3 separate regions of the Mus musculus genome follow, and all the other regions are linked to region 1. Evidence: chromatin contacts called from public HiChIP or PLAC-seq data. All regions are on one chromosome and are shown on one strand. Each heading gives the region's core, a stretch centred on a gene start, on an enhancer-like site or on the middle of the called end of the contact. The rest is flanking DNA. Distances are from core to core; before and after follow the strand shown. Region 1 overlaps Mctp2 (multiple C2 domains, transmembrane 2). Region 2 has its middle 38 kb from the start of Gm39035. Region 3 holds the start of Mctp2 (multiple C2 domains, transmembrane 2).

Region 1 (4,861 bases), core at 1,591-4,090:
TCCCACCATTAATCTTCCCTGTTTGGCTCCCTGTTGAAGCCTACGCTACAACATATCCTGTACCTATTGTTTTGTTTGCATAACAGTTTTGTAGAGAGCTGGAAAGATGGTTCAGTGGCTAAGAGCATTCACTCTGGAAGATGACCTGGGTTCAATTTGACAGCACCTCACAACTAGCTATTACTCCATTTCCAAATGAATCTGACACCCTCTTCTGGATTCCAGAATCTTCTGCTTCCATGATTTCTAGACATGCCCAAGGTACACATACATACATACATACATACATACATACAAGGCATTCACTCATAAACATAAAATAAAAATAAATTTAAATTAAACCAAATTTTAAACATTTCAACATACTACTTTGATTTTGTCTTCCTAACCCATTGCCAATGAGCCAAATACATTCAAAAACTATTTAAAACAGCCATATCATTCATATATATATATATATATATATATATATATATATATACACATATATATATTCATGATGCATATGTGCATATGATACAACTATCATAACTCTCTTTATATTGGAAAGACTTGTCAATAGATACAAATTCAGTAATTTCAGTAAATTAGTTATTCTGTGAATACAGGCTTGAACTGGTTGGGTTTTGGAAGAATGGTCATGCAGACAATACCTGCATCCCTTTTCTTCATAGGCAACCAGACACATGCATGAGTGTGAACTTCTGTAAATCTCATGCATGACCATCCTTGTAACACTGGAAACAAAGGTGCCAAGTAAAATGAGAAGGCATAAAGACATAGAGGCCCACATACACACAAGCAGAACATAATTGCACAATAGACAACAGAGCAAAATGAGCAAAAGATACCTGAAGTATGTGAGGGGACAAATCACATACTGCACCATGTCTGAAAATGGACACCCTCACCAACAAACATAGAGAATTCCTACACAAGCAGATGAAAAACTATGCTAGGGTAAATTCAAGTCAGTGGTGAAGATGGGGGCAGCAAACACAGGAGGCAGTCCAGACTCACTTTCCTTGGTCCTTCATGAGCACTGAGAAAGGATTATGTGGAAACTGGCTCATCAGAGTGGTGAGCATCATACATCCCAAGCATGGCAGAAGCATGCCAGACCCTCAAAACAAAACTGAGCACCAGCATCCCCCAGTGGGCCCTCAGAAATGGGAAAACACAAAGACTTTTAGGACCAGCATGTCTTGTGGGATCTATGCAGGATGACAAGGGGGCCCAAACTCAGCTGTGTTCCTTTGTGTTACTGTTTTAACAAGCTCTGACACGGTCAGGCATGAAGAAGACACCCAAAGCCCTGGATGGGGTTTGCATCCAAGCAAGCCTTCAGGTTTGCTTCTGACAAGGCAGCCCATAGGTTTTTGTCCTGCTGCACATTCACAGTGAGGATCTCATGCCATCTGGTGTTCAGAGAGGGTATTGCCAGCAAGAAGCAGAGTTGAGAGCTTGCAAAGTCAAAAACTGGGGAGGTATAGATGCAGTGCACTGTGATGCACACCTGACTCTTGCACTAAGGAACACATCGGCAGAAATCCAGCTGAAGCTGAGAAAGCACCGCTGGAACGTATGGCACCTGTGTGTATAGTCATTGAAAAGAGACAGTCTAGTCATTAGGGAAGGAAAGATTTCTTCTAGTTCATATAAAAGTAGTTTTGGGAAAAAAAGCTAAGGTTTTTTGGGGGGGGCTCCGAAAATTGGGAAAAAATAGAGACAGATGAAAGATACAAATGGAAAATGAAAAGAAAGAAAGGAGAGAGAAAGAGAGAGAGAGAGAGAGAGAGAAAGGAAGGAAGGAAGGAAGGAAGGAAGGAAGGAAGGAAGAAAGAAAGAAAGAAAGAAAGAAAGAAAGAAAGAAAGAAAGAAAGAAAGAAAATACATCAGACAGACAGGGAAGATGTTTGGGTTAATGTGACTGATGCAAGGAACCAGAGCCTGTCTAGATGTGGAAATGGAGGGAGGTAGTCTTCAGAACAGGAAGTAAAAACTAACAACATTTTCACAACAGACACATCACAATCCCATCTGTGCACACTGTAGGAGCACACAATCCCAGCAAACTGTAGGAGCAAAGGCCATTCCACACAGAAGAGGATTTGCAAAGATGAAAGGCCAAATCTCAACACACATATTTAAATGTCCAAAATTATTGATGCAAACACTACTTTAAGCAAACAGAGAATAGGGCTTTTCCTCTACCCAATTAACAAAGTTATTCTACAGTCAATGAAGGTAATAGAAGTGAGCCCCCTCATTGCTTCTGATGAGAATAAGCCTTGCTGGGGAGCAAACTGTCACTTGGGTAATGAGGACACTGAGCAAGTCAGGTGATCATGGGACTGGACAAAATCGATGCAAATCTATAACTGACTTGCAAAGAAGCTATGGCCAAAATTGTACACACAGTTGAAGACATGGGCCCATATGTGGAAGCATGGTTTGCAATATTAAAACTTCAGGGCCAACAAGATGGCTCAATGAATAAATATATTTGCCACACAAGCTTAATAGCCTGAGGTCAATCCCCAGTACCAGTACAAGGAAGGAACTGACGGCCACAAAGTTGTCCTCTAAATTCCACATACTTGCTGTGGCATACATGTGTTTACACACATCATGGGAACACACACACTCATGTGAGTATACACACACACATCTATAAACATTAATAATAATAATAATAATAATAATAATAATAATAATAATAATAATAATAACTAATGACATCACAAAGAAAACTACTAGCCCTCAATAATAGCAGGAGTGATGGTTAAGGCCCTCTGGTGGTTGTGGTGAATTTCATTTTCTCCTTTGCAATACCCAAGAGTAGCCAGAAGAGGGCACCAGCTACACAGTATTCTTTTATGTCACCGCTGAGGACTTGGGTAACTGGTTAGCCCCCACATCAAGGGAAAACAAGTTTTAATGTAGACGATGTTAACTTCCAGAAATTAGTGATGTAGGCTATGAGAGGGCATGAGATGAGAGTTTTACCAGGGTCAAGAGACTTCATCTGTACTAGACATTCCAGTCTCCTGTGAGTGGAAAAGGTAAGGCCTGAGCTCTAGCAGCTATGATACCAAACACCACCACAGTCACATTCCTTTCTATGGGAAACTGAGGCAGGATCTAATGGACTCCACACACCAAACAAGTTACGAAGCAGTTGTACTGAAAATAGATACTTGTGTTATATCCGTTCAGCTTTAATTCTCAATGACCTAAAACACTAGACTGACTAGGGCCACACCCAATACACAAGATGCAGTTTTTCAGACCAAAAGTAAGAAGGAAATATGGGGTATAAAGGAGGAGAATAAATGTCATAAAAACGTGAATGGAGAACAAGGAGGGGGAGGGGGCCAGAGAGAAACAAACCATTACTGAGTGGGAAATGACCAGGATGCTTCTCCCAAAAGACTGAACTCAAGACCACGCCCAGACAACGTGCACCATCTGAGGCCCATGCCACAGCAAACAAAGCTGTCTGCCAGAAAAAGAAAGGAAAGGAATCCCTTAGTTAGCTACAGCATGCCCATTGCTGGGGATGCTGTGGTGTGGTCAGAGGGACGTTAGAAATCCAAAGAAAAGTCTACACTAGAAACAACCCTGCCGAGGCCGTCTCTGGTATATGTCCAGATTTCTAGAGCTATGTAGTTAAAGCTCTGGGTATCACATGACACTATTCTTATGTCCATAATTATTCATGTTTACCAGATGAAAAGGAGGAATGGAGGGGGGAGAAGGAATGGAGAGGGATAGAAGAACGAAGGGGAGGGGGGAATAGAAGGGGGAGAGAAGGAGAGAGAGAGAGGGGAGGGAGGGGCACCACAAGAAGACCAACAAGCATCACATAAGCTGGTCCTGGGTGGCAGCTGCATGCCACAGGACACCAGCACCAAACCTGCTCAGCATCCTGAGCCGCGGTGCCTTACTGAATCTTTCCGAAGAATACACGACAACTCTGTGTAGTAATGAACTTCGTAAAAACGTCCCAGAAAAATCTCAACATTGTCAAAGTAGAAGCAAAAGACTCAACATCCGCAGGTTGCAGTTCTCAGCCCTGGCCAACAGAGGCACTAGAGAGCCTTGGAGGCTCCTCTCCCATTGACTCCTGTGGGTGGGGTCAAGACCCCTCCCCACCTCCAAGTACAGCTTTGTACTTTCCTGATGTTGTCTGAGCAGTATTCCCCTGAAACTGAGTTTTCACCCGACTACCCTGGAGAAATACCAAAACGATGACTTTGGGTTGCCTAATATCTCCAGATGCTAAAGCAGTAGTTTGTCCTTTTACCAAGTTACGACCTAGACAGTTCTATTGAAAGCATGGACTTCAAACCTAGATGACTGCTTCACAACACATCTGCATTGTTCTAGCACTGGTTACAGCCACTATGCTATTGAAAGACTGGTTTTGGAGGATGAATCCAACCATTAGATCATAATATTGTTGCAGACCAAGGTCAGAAACTTAAATAGCTGGGTTCAATCTATCCCAATGTCTAGTTTGTATTTCTCTAGTTTATGTTAATGCAGTCTTAGCAGAGCATTACCATGTTCGTTTGCGTATGAATTCTTTATAGGTATCGGTTACATGGCGTACAGTTAAATGGCTGTAACTTGTGGGTCTTGAAGCCTAACATAATCAATAGCGGGCCTTGTATATGAGTTGTTTGAGAGCCTACATCTAGAGAGAAAACTTCATAAGCAGGAATGATTTTGTACAAATTTAAAACAAATGCTGAGCTCTTTAGTAAAAAAAAAGAGTGATTCACCAAAAAATAACTTCGGTCACCAAAACCTACAGAATAAAACTGCACTGAAATTAATCTTCTAGCTGCTCCCC
Region 2 (4,861 bases), core at 802-3,301, 100 kb after region 1:
ATAAGAGTTGCCTTGTTCATGGTGTCTCTTCACAGCAATGAAACCCTAACTAAGACAAATGCTTTGACTTGGCATGACTCTACACCATTTTATGGGTCTGAATAACTGGGAAACTTTACCACTGAGTTGAAAAAGGCATTCCAATAGCACATCTGAGCATTGGGCATAGCTTGTTAATGGAACATTTATATAACATGAGAAACATCATGAATTCCATCTCAACACAAAGAATAAGACAAGAAGGAAAAGAAGAGAGAGGAGGAGGAAGAGGCAAAGGAGAAAAAGGAGGAATAGAAGAAAAGGAGATGGAGGAGAAGGAGGAGGGGGCAAAGGAGGAGGAGGAAGAGGGAGAGGAGGAGACAGGTATCATGATGTGAAAAGCTAGTAGACATGGAAAGATGGCTCAGTAGTTAGAACACATTGTGTTCTTACCCTTGAACCTGAACTCATTTAGCACCACCCACATTGTACGGCTCCCAACTGCCTGTAACTCTAGCTTCTGGGGATCAGAGCCCTCTTCTGGCCTCTTTGGGAATTGTGCTCATGTTCACACTACACACACATAGAAATAATAAAGGCAAGGATGAATGGTGATGATGGTTTATTTAACGAAAGAAAGAGAGGAGACATGCATGAGATTAGAAGAAGAAAGCTTGTTTAAAAGGAATTAAAGACACCAAACAGTATAAGATATTGTGAAATATATGCTTACATTCTTCTTACCTTTCTCTTTTGAGATATATAACAATTTATTTTCAATTGTGCTGGCTATGATGTCAAACACCAGAACTTCTTTCGCCTAAAAAAAACAACATCCCACCTCTTTTAACATACAAAATCTATAAATTCGTCTCTGAAAACTACTGTGTTTCAATTTTATACATTTTTTGTAAATTATCCATCAATAAATTATCATTTATTTCTCATACATGATGACAGTCATCTGCACATTAAAAACAGACATGTCTATTATAGTATAGACACCAGGGAAGCTTTCAACACCAGTTGAAACATCTACATCATCCAGTTGGTTTTCTAGTGTTTTGTTTGTCTGTTTGCTTGATATACATTATTGAAAGCCATTATAAATTTTTGAGAAGGTACTTGACTTAAGAAACTGCACAATAAGTCATATTGTCCATACAAATCAACTCATGTTACTAGACATGAATTTAAAATCCATTATCTGGTAATGGTAATTATTACATTAATTGGTAAGCATCCTAGATATATTTCATAATTTTAATATTGGTATACTTCATATACTTTTGCAGATAGTTTTATTAAGTTTCCATCACTGTAGCAGTTAGTTTGATGTAAAGATTGGACTAAATCTGTGAAAGTCTAGCAAACCTTTACATATTTTATTTTACACACATGAGTATTTGTTTCCATGTATATTCATGCATCATGTGTGGACCTAATGCCCATGATGTCCACAAGAGGGCACTGGTTCCGCCGGAACTGGAGTTAGAGGATGTTGTGATGTGCTACATGGGCTCTGGGAATTGAGTCTAGGTCCTCTGGATGTACAGTTAGTGCTCTAAACCATTAAACTGTCTCTCCAGCACCCCTAAATGATTCAAATTAAATGAATTACCAATGAAAAACCCACTGGCATGCATAATTTTCTATAAATTTTTTCTAAGAAATCTATATTTAAAGCTGTAAAATAATTGTCTCAAATTAAGTCACAAAAGGTAAGAAACATCCATTGAAAGTGTTCTAAAAATAATTTACATTTCAAGCAGTGTGTACATTTCATATATGTCTGCTAACTTAATCTCTTTTTCACTTAAAACCACAAAAGAATACATTATAAAATTACAGAAGAAACATAGCCCACAAAAGGCTGCATACCTTTTACTGGTTTCCATTTCCATTCAGGTCGATATATTTTCTTCTTTCTTTGAGATGCCCTCCTTGGCCTATGCATTATTTAGAAGTGTGTTCTTGGTTTCTAAGTGTTTGGATCGCTTCCTGTTACCTTTCTGTTAATGAGTTTCAGTTTTATTTCGTTGTGGTCAGACAACACATTGTGTCTGACTCCGATGCTTTCAGATTTGCTGAGGCTAATCTGGTTTTCATGAGCAATCAGAGAGTATGGGCAGGGCTAGGGATATAGCTCAGTGATAGAGGACTTGCCTTTTTACCAACCATCACCCACTTTGAAATTGGATTATTTAGGGATGTATTTGTTGTTGAGTTGATTGTTTCTTGCCACATTTGAATATTAACGATGCTGTATCAGATATGTGGCTTGAAAACATTTTCTTCCAAGTGGCAGGTTGCCCCTTTGAATTGTTGATTGTTTACATTGCCAAAGAGACTCTTGTACTTTGTTTATTCCTTCTTGCTTACTCTGTCTTTAGTTACCTGTTCCTTTGGTATTAATACTCAAATAACTGTTTTTCCGATCAATGCAAAGGACTCTGACCCTGTTTGGCTTTGTTGTTTCTTCCTAAGAACTATGTGTTAAGGTCTTTTGTTTGATTCCCCAAGGCATTGTGAGTCGCTGCTTTGTGCATCTGTATTCTGTTATTCTTGTGCATGAAAATACCTAGTTTCCCAGTAATGTATATTGAAGAGATTTTTCATTTTATCTTCTTGATGTCTTTGTCACAATTTAGTTGAACATCTATAAGTGATTTTTATTCCCAGACTCCCTATTTTGTTCTGCTAGTCTATGATGTATATGTTTTACTTCTTTTTTTTTTAAAGCCAGTATCAGGCTGCTTTGATTACTGTAGATTTGTAACTATTGTTGCCTGCATATGAAATGCCCCCAAAAGTCCCTTTCTTGAAGGCTTTGTTCACAATGCAGTATTGTTCAGAGGTGCAGCATCAAGGAAGTGACTGGTTGTTGGGGACATGACTTCCTCATCAGTGGATTCATTCATAAGTCAATGGCATTGTGGGAAAGTGGTAGTAATTAGGTAAGGTCTATTTAAGCCAGTGGTGGCATGCCCTGGGAAGACATACCTTGTCTCTGGCCCTTACTCTCCCTCCTGTGCTTCATGAGGTAGCCTACTCATTCACTATAGTATTCTGTTTAAGTGGTCAAAATCTATGACACCATAAGCCAAGTCAAAATTTGCCTTCCGTAATTAACATGTTTTATCACCATGAGGAACAGCTGAACCTCACGGTGGCATAATCCAAAATCCAAGTCTGTAGTTCCTCTTTTTTTTTTTTTTTGTCAAGGTTTCTTTGTCTGTTGGAAGTTTTTTGAAGTTCTGCATAATTTTTGCTTTATGTATGTATAAATCTATACTAATATTTAATTTCACATAATAAGCTGAATAGAAAAATACGTATGTATTCTATCATCCTATTAGTGACTTTCCCCCTCTCCTGTTGTTTATATATTTAAAATAAATTTCTGATATGGAGAATGGAACCATATTTTGGACCAAAACATCATGATTCATTACTCAATTGCCAGAATTGGTTCCCTAGAGTGTAGACTCTGAAAAATAAAGGGAAAAGGTAGGGCTCTGCAGATTAGCCATTTTACCTAAGTTTACCAAATTGATTTATTTCATTGATCAGAACCCCAGGCTTACAAGGGCCAAATGATGAAACTTTGGCATTGCTACCTCTGCAACAGATCAAACATCCATTTTCACATGGGCTATCTGGTTGGTGGATCAATAATCATTACATGTATTCTCAGGTCTAGAAGGTTATGCCTTCCAGATTTTACACAACTGCTAATAAAAAAACAAGACTTTTCAAGCTGGGCAAAATGGTCCTCACCTGAGATCACCACACCTAAGTGGTAGAGGATTATAAATTCGAGACAAACCAAGATTACATAGTGTGACCTTGTCTCAAACCAAGTACAACAACACAAGTAGCCAATGTGCAAGCCCTGGTGTTTCCTACAATACTAAGGTGATAATGCATGTGAATTATGCTTTCTACGAAGACATTACTGAAATTGGTGGCACCAGAAAAAGCCCTTGATAGATGCAATGGTTGTGAGTCCTCTTTTGTTTTTATTTAACTCTCAAATCTGGCCAGGAGTGATCAATTTTGCATTGGCCATAGAAAATGAAAATGAATTATCCTAAGCTGCACAGGTAATGACTCCAATTGCATTTATTATTTAGGTGTGATCTATTTCAAGAAGGAAATCAATAGAAGTCCTCTTATTGATTCAGTGCAATGCAGTTAATTTCACCTGGCTGAGGATCTAAGAGTACATCTTAACTATCTCTCCCCAGGATAAATTCAGCTGCTTCTATACCATAATTTAGCCTACATAGCTATGACTGTCTTGCTTGTTCAGGAGACACAGTACACAGGTCTGATACACCAGTGATGTCAGCCATTAGACCCTGAGAAGGAATGCTTTGGTCTTCCAAGAATCCATGTATGTCATGGAATAGAAGGTAAATTATACAAAAATATAACAGCATCAAAGGCACCAATAGGCAAAGGCACATCGGTACATTTTTCCAAATTAGAAGACAAGTTATACTACTTTGCACTGGGTACTTTTATAAACACAACCGACACGTGGAAGCACACTTAAAATAATCAGGAGTACATCTGCAGCTGGGTGAAATACATGATCATGTTCTAAACACCAGGAACTGTGAATGGGACCCACGTAGAACAGGGGATCTTTTTACGGGAAACTAAGTTGAAGATCTTGAAAAGAGATCATTCTACACTTAGGGCCTGCCACTCTAAATCTTCAAGAAAATACTCTTATAATTAAAGGGGAAGTTAACCACATTCATAAGGCAGAAGTCAGTATGGATGGTAAAACATCCACAAGCGAGCTAATGCCGAAGATGGCAGGTGGTCTCCAAAAGCTAGAAACACACTATTCCTTTGACCCTCATTTGGG
Region 3 (4,861 bases), core at 760-3,259, 66 kb after region 1:
GAGATGGATTTACATACAAACACAAGGTCATTTCCAAAGGAACAATGATACCTTTATGCCCTTCCCAGCTATGGGAAGAAATTAGGCTAAACTGTTAAAATATGTTACTGTATTTACTTGTAAACACAAGGTCATTTCCATGGGACAATGATACCTTTAGTCACTTCCCAGCTAAGGAAAGAAATTAAGCTAAATTGTTGAAGTATGTTAATATATGTCATAGAAAGAATACATATGAAGTTACCAACCCCACTTGTACATATTAGTCCTTTTAAGATAGACTAAAGAAGTGACATAATCATTCCCCCCCCAAAACAAAACCAAAAAACAAAACAAAACAAAACAAAACAAAAAAATAGCCATCCATCTACTTTTCCCGGGTAGGGCACAGTTTACCAGCACAATAACAACAAAACCACTGGTTCTCACTTCAGCCTACTTTAACCTGAGGCAGCAGATTTTGAGAAAATAATTGAATTCTCATTTCCAGCCAATCTTTCAGACATCTGCATCGCTTGATCTTACTACAGCATGGATTATCAAAACAGCACACAGGTGTATCCATTTTCCATTTCTAGGTCACCTCCTTGTCCAACCTACTGGCTTGTCTTTTGCCTCCACTTCTCATCTGTATGGTGGAATTAATGTCTACTATGTGTATTTTATGCCATAAGATGAAGTGTCTGTTTATATAATTGGGCCCTATTTACCTATAGAACCCTTTATATAATTGGTCCTCATTAATTCTTAACTTTATTTACTGACAGGTTTCATCATTATTTTCAATGTGGCTTATGCCACACTCCTTTAAGACTTACATTTTCCCTATATGGCACCTTTTACCTGAGGTGACCATACTGAAGCAATCATCAATGTGGCCCCAGGCTTTTCTAAACACCACCTGTAAGCTGTAGACATTCTAGGACCCTCCCTTCCTTTGTCTCAACACCTGGCTACCAAACACTAGCTCAGCCTCTTCTTTAGATGGCTTGCCTTTAGCAGGTGTACAATATTTGTTTAATTGAATTGCCACTGACCCAGTCAAGGCCTTGAATACTGATTGTATCATCATCCAGAGACCCCAAAGAATAAATCGTGACTGCATTTTCATATGCCTGGAGAAACCAAAGCTCTAATGCCCCAGGGTTCACGGAGCAGCTCTTTAGCACCTAAAATGTCTGAAGGCTTGTAGCTTGGAGGGCACGCAGGATCCAGCATCCAGGTGCAGCTGGGATCCTCATACCGCAGAGGAGCTAGTCCATTTACAGAGAAAACTCATCTTGTGAAATCTGAGCTTTATTTAACAACTGGACAGCGTAGACAACGTTAGGGAACGAACTGCAGAAACATTCGTTTTGCAAATTCATTTCAATCGTCATCACTTTTGCTTTGTTTGATAATGTGGCTGAGAGCTCATAACCTATGCTTACTCTAAGGTTTTTCCACAGTCCTGGAAGTGAGCAAATGCCAACGCAAAGACAGAAACGCGAGTCTCTACATCTTCAGGAACTCGGAATGCACCAGAGCCCATCCAATCAAAGGACTGACCTCTACAAAGTCCAGATTCGGGAAGCAATGGGGTGATAACTCCACCGGACTCCGGGAAGCCCTGCTGTGCGGCCTTTAAAATGTTAAGAAACGCTGTGACAGACTGCCAACACAAGTTCGCCAACACTTCATGCTTGTCTCTGGGCCAAAAGACACTTCTCTTAACCCCCAGCCGGCAACCACGGGTTAGGAATGACATTAAATCCCATCCCCGGACCCTAAAATCGGTAACTTCCCATTTTGGCTAAAAGCAGAAAGAAGTCTAGCCTCAGTATCAGACTGTTCAGGACCCTGCTACCCTGCCCATACGCATGACCAGGTGACCCACCAATCTCACCTGTCTGAGGCTGAGTCCCCAGGCCAGCACAGGGCGGCGGGCGCGCGCCCCTCACTTGCGTGGGATCCAGCGTTGCTGTCCCTTATGGCTGTGGTCACTGCTCGGGAGAACACCAAGTATCCCTGATGCAAAGGACACAGGAGCTTCCCAAGAGCCGCGGGACTTCCTCGGCCACCCCCTTGTGAGCCCCGCCTTAAAGGGGAGGAGGCGGTCGCGTCACCTTGGAGCCGCCTCCCAGCTAGCGCGGGGGCAGCTGCGGGTGACTCTTCCAGGTGTGACACGAAGGAGTTTGGGCTGTTCGCTAGGCTAGCTGGGCGTGCAGAGCGCGATTACTCCGAAATCATTCGCTTGGATTGGCTCACGGGGGAGGAAGGTGTGTCCTAAAAGTCAAAAGGAAGGAAACAGGAGTGTAGTCTTGCAAACTTGCAGTTACTAAACACTTTTTCTTCACGGAGGCTCCGAAGATCTCACAGTGCTCCTAGTCCGTTCCTAAAAGACCACCAGGCAGAGAACAGCTTCCGTTTTCACTACCACAACCCTAGGAACCAAACCTAGGAAACCTGTGCCATGTGAGTGAGGGTGGCTGGAAGTCACTCACCCAGATCTGTTGGGCCTTGTCCCCTTCTCCAAGGATGAGCTGCTCTGTGGTCTGGGAGTTGTTCTGAGGACTCTGAGACTTAAAGACACTCGCTTGAGATTTTGATCCTCGGGTGCTCAGTAAATACTTGCCTTTTGAATTTTTGTGCTTCCCCCCCCTCCCCGCCCCTGTCTTGCTCCCTTCTGGCTTTGTCGGTTTTGCTGCCCCCCACCCCCACCCTTACCCCACCCCCACCCTACTCCCATTTTCATCCTGTGCTCTGAGAGCCTATGGGTGGCTACAGAAGACTCTGGGAAGATCGGGAATCACCTTTCCTGGGAGCAGTAGTTTTGAGAAGAGATACAGGAGTTTCTGAAATGGTAACCTAGCTGTGGGACAGATTTAGCATTCTATAGGCTGCTGTGAGGATAGGAAATCTGTGACGCCAGGGGAGTGTGATTGGTGCAATTCTGAGCTCTGAACTCAGAAAGCCCTAGAATCAAATCCTGGCCCAACAACTAACTGTACCTAGGCAGATCACCCAGGGATTAGACAGCAACCTTCCCTCTAATAAATCTCAATTTAAATATAACTAGCTCATAGGGTCTGAGAAATTCTAAAGCTAGTACCCAGCCTCTGGTCCACATCAACCATTCAGTAAAGATAAGGTAATGACTAAGTCTCTTAGGTGGGAAGTTAGGAGGGGTGAAAAAGAAGGAAAGTATTTGACTGTAGGAAGAAATAGTGAAAGCCACTGCCTGGACTTGAAAAGTCCACTAACTCAATAGCCAGAAGTGAGGAAGTCAACTTTGCCCTCGTCTAGATGCATGCAATGGGATACTTGATCCTATTTAATATGTACAAGCTTTTGAGACAGGTCATAATATTTCTGATTTAAAACAAAGACATAGTCCCAGACTCTGCTTGAAAGCCTGGATTGAGGTCCCAGAAGAGTCCAGCAAGCAAAACAGGGTGTATCCACTACCCTGACGGTCCTACACCCTCTAGAGAGCAAAGTTAATGGGAGAAAGTCAAGAGAACAGCAGCCTATTAAAAGCAGCAGCTGTTCCTTTAAAGCTGACTAAAGATACAAATGAATTAAGACACTAAACAAAGCCTCACAAGAGACTTTTGTCTTTATCTCCCGCCCCAGTGAAGTTCCTGTTCTGCGGTTCCTGCAGCCCAACCATAAGCTGAAAATGGCTCCCAGCCTTTTGCAAGCATCAATGCTATAGAAAGCGAAAGGGCTACAGACAGAGATGTCTAAGGTGATATCTTCTGCTTGCACCCGCAAAGATGAGCTATCCTGCTCCCTCCGGACCCCACCCCCAGGGGAGTGGACCTTCTGATGTTGGTTTTGTCTTTACCTGTCCTAAGGTATTACCTGCCTCCTCTCAGTGGATTGCACTCTGAGAATCATTCTCTTATTTTAGTACTTGAGTTTTCCTACCTGACCACTCATGGCTACAGTTACAACTCTAATCATGGCTACAGTTAAAACTCTATGTGGCTGATCAATTTTTAATTTGCTGCTGTTATTTTGAATCTCTTGATTTAAGCAGGTTGTGAACCGAGTCTTACTTTATGGGCACTGATCAATGATGTAATTGTTGTTACTTTCAAAAAGTAAAACCTCCCAAGTTTATAATAGGCAGCCTGTTCTCTCTGGCCTTCATAATTCATAGCAGCAATAAGGTATGTGGCTATTCAAGAAATAGCCCCTGTGGTCAGTGACACTGCAGAAGCCGAGATTTCCCACTTCTTGATAAACATCTTTCTTACATTAGGCAATGGATGCCTGGCTGCAGGACAATCTCCTTAAAGCTCTTCGTTTTTTAAATAAATGTCTAGTGCAAATACATGTTCTGTAGGGTCCACATAATCAGAAAATCTAGAATTTTGACTCTTCCCTGCCCCAAGGGGCCATAGTGGATCCCCATGGTCTTTTTAGCTAAGCCAGTCATGGTATCAAGCTATCAACCCAGCCCAAATCCAGAGAGAAGGCCAAGGCTAATCTTAGAAGTTCAAATCTGCTTTTTACCCAATCGAAAGCTTCCATGGCTCTGCTCGTGATGCCAGTAGTGACTAGCCCTTGGCCTCCATTATCATTCCCATTTTCCTTCATTGCAGTTTCTCAGTATTCCGGGAACAATGATGGTAGAAGCTGAAAAGCAACTGAGGTACACATATCTGTCAGGATGCAGACTATGGGAAAATGTATTCTGTTGTCCAAGTGCCAGATGTGTATAGTATACCAAGGGAGTGGTACTCACTTTGTTACATGGTACTGAGAAAATGGCCACCTTTTATGGCTAGTGCAAACAGTTTTTGCTATTCTATTTACTCAAGGAGAGTTTTCTATTGTATAATTGTCATTTAGTCCTCTTTGCCCAGGAGCA

The links. HiChIP or PLAC-seq counts read pairs in DNA pulled down with a chosen protein or histone mark.
Region 2: a contact with region 1 is called in a CTCF HiChIP or PLAC-seq map of CD8 T cells, with 13 read pairs. The contact joins two enhancer-like sites. A contact is called at or near these places in 2 of 39 promoter capture datasets (both in liver), 3 of 15 datasets of contacts at CTCF or cohesin (CD8 T cells, embryonic stem cells and liver), 92 of 484 Hi-C or Micro-C datasets (B cells, B-cell progenitors, CD4 T cells and 49 more), 10 of 115 datasets of contacts at active chromatin or transcription factors (CD8 T cells, bone marrow-derived dendritic cells, embryonic stem cells and 3 more) and 3 of 9 other capture datasets (adipose tissue, liver and pancreatic islet).
Region 3: a CTCF HiChIP or PLAC-seq map of CD8 T cells shows a contact between it and region 1, with 12 read pairs. The contact joins the promoter of Mctp2 here to the enhancer-like site in region 1. A contact is called at or near these places in 4 of 39 promoter capture datasets (liver, neutrophils and pre-B cells), 1 of 15 datasets of contacts at CTCF or cohesin (CD8 T cells), 25 of 484 Hi-C or Micro-C datasets (B cells, CD4 T cells, CD8 T cells and 14 more), 7 of 115 datasets of contacts at active chromatin or transcription factors (CD8 T cells, double positive thymocytes, effector CD8 T cells and 3 more) and 2 of 9 other capture datasets (adipose tissue and liver).

What each region holds. Positions count from the first base shown.
Region 1 is chr7:72,237,376-72,242,236 of GRCm38.p6, forward strand. The region is part of intron 4 of Mctp2 (multiple C2 domains, transmembrane 2); the gene reads right to left. Among named protein-coding and RNA genes, the nearest start is that of Mctp2, 67 kb to the right of the region's middle. Within about 2 kb of position 2,841, at least 4 of the 459 cell types and tissues checked have an H3K27ac peak or open chromatin away from gene starts, as enhancers often do. A contact at or near this core is called in CD8 T cells, where this site is marked.
Region 2 is chr7:72,342,515-72,347,375 of GRCm38.p6, forward strand. No RefSeq gene overlaps it. Among named protein-coding and RNA genes, the nearest start is that of Gm39035, 38 kb to the left of the region's middle. Within about 2 kb of position 2,052, at least 5 of the 459 cell types and tissues checked have an H3K27ac peak or open chromatin away from gene starts, as enhancers often do. A contact at or near this core is called in CD8 T cells, where this site is marked.
Region 3 is chr7:72,304,586-72,309,446 of GRCm38.p6, forward strand. Mctp2 (multiple C2 domains, transmembrane 2) reads right to left here and starts at 2,010. Exons shown (of 23, transcript NM_001024703.1): 1 at 1,886-2,010. Gm39035 (a long non-coding RNA gene) reads left to right here and starts at 2,277. Exons shown (of 5, transcript XR_882214.2): 1 at 2,277-2,454.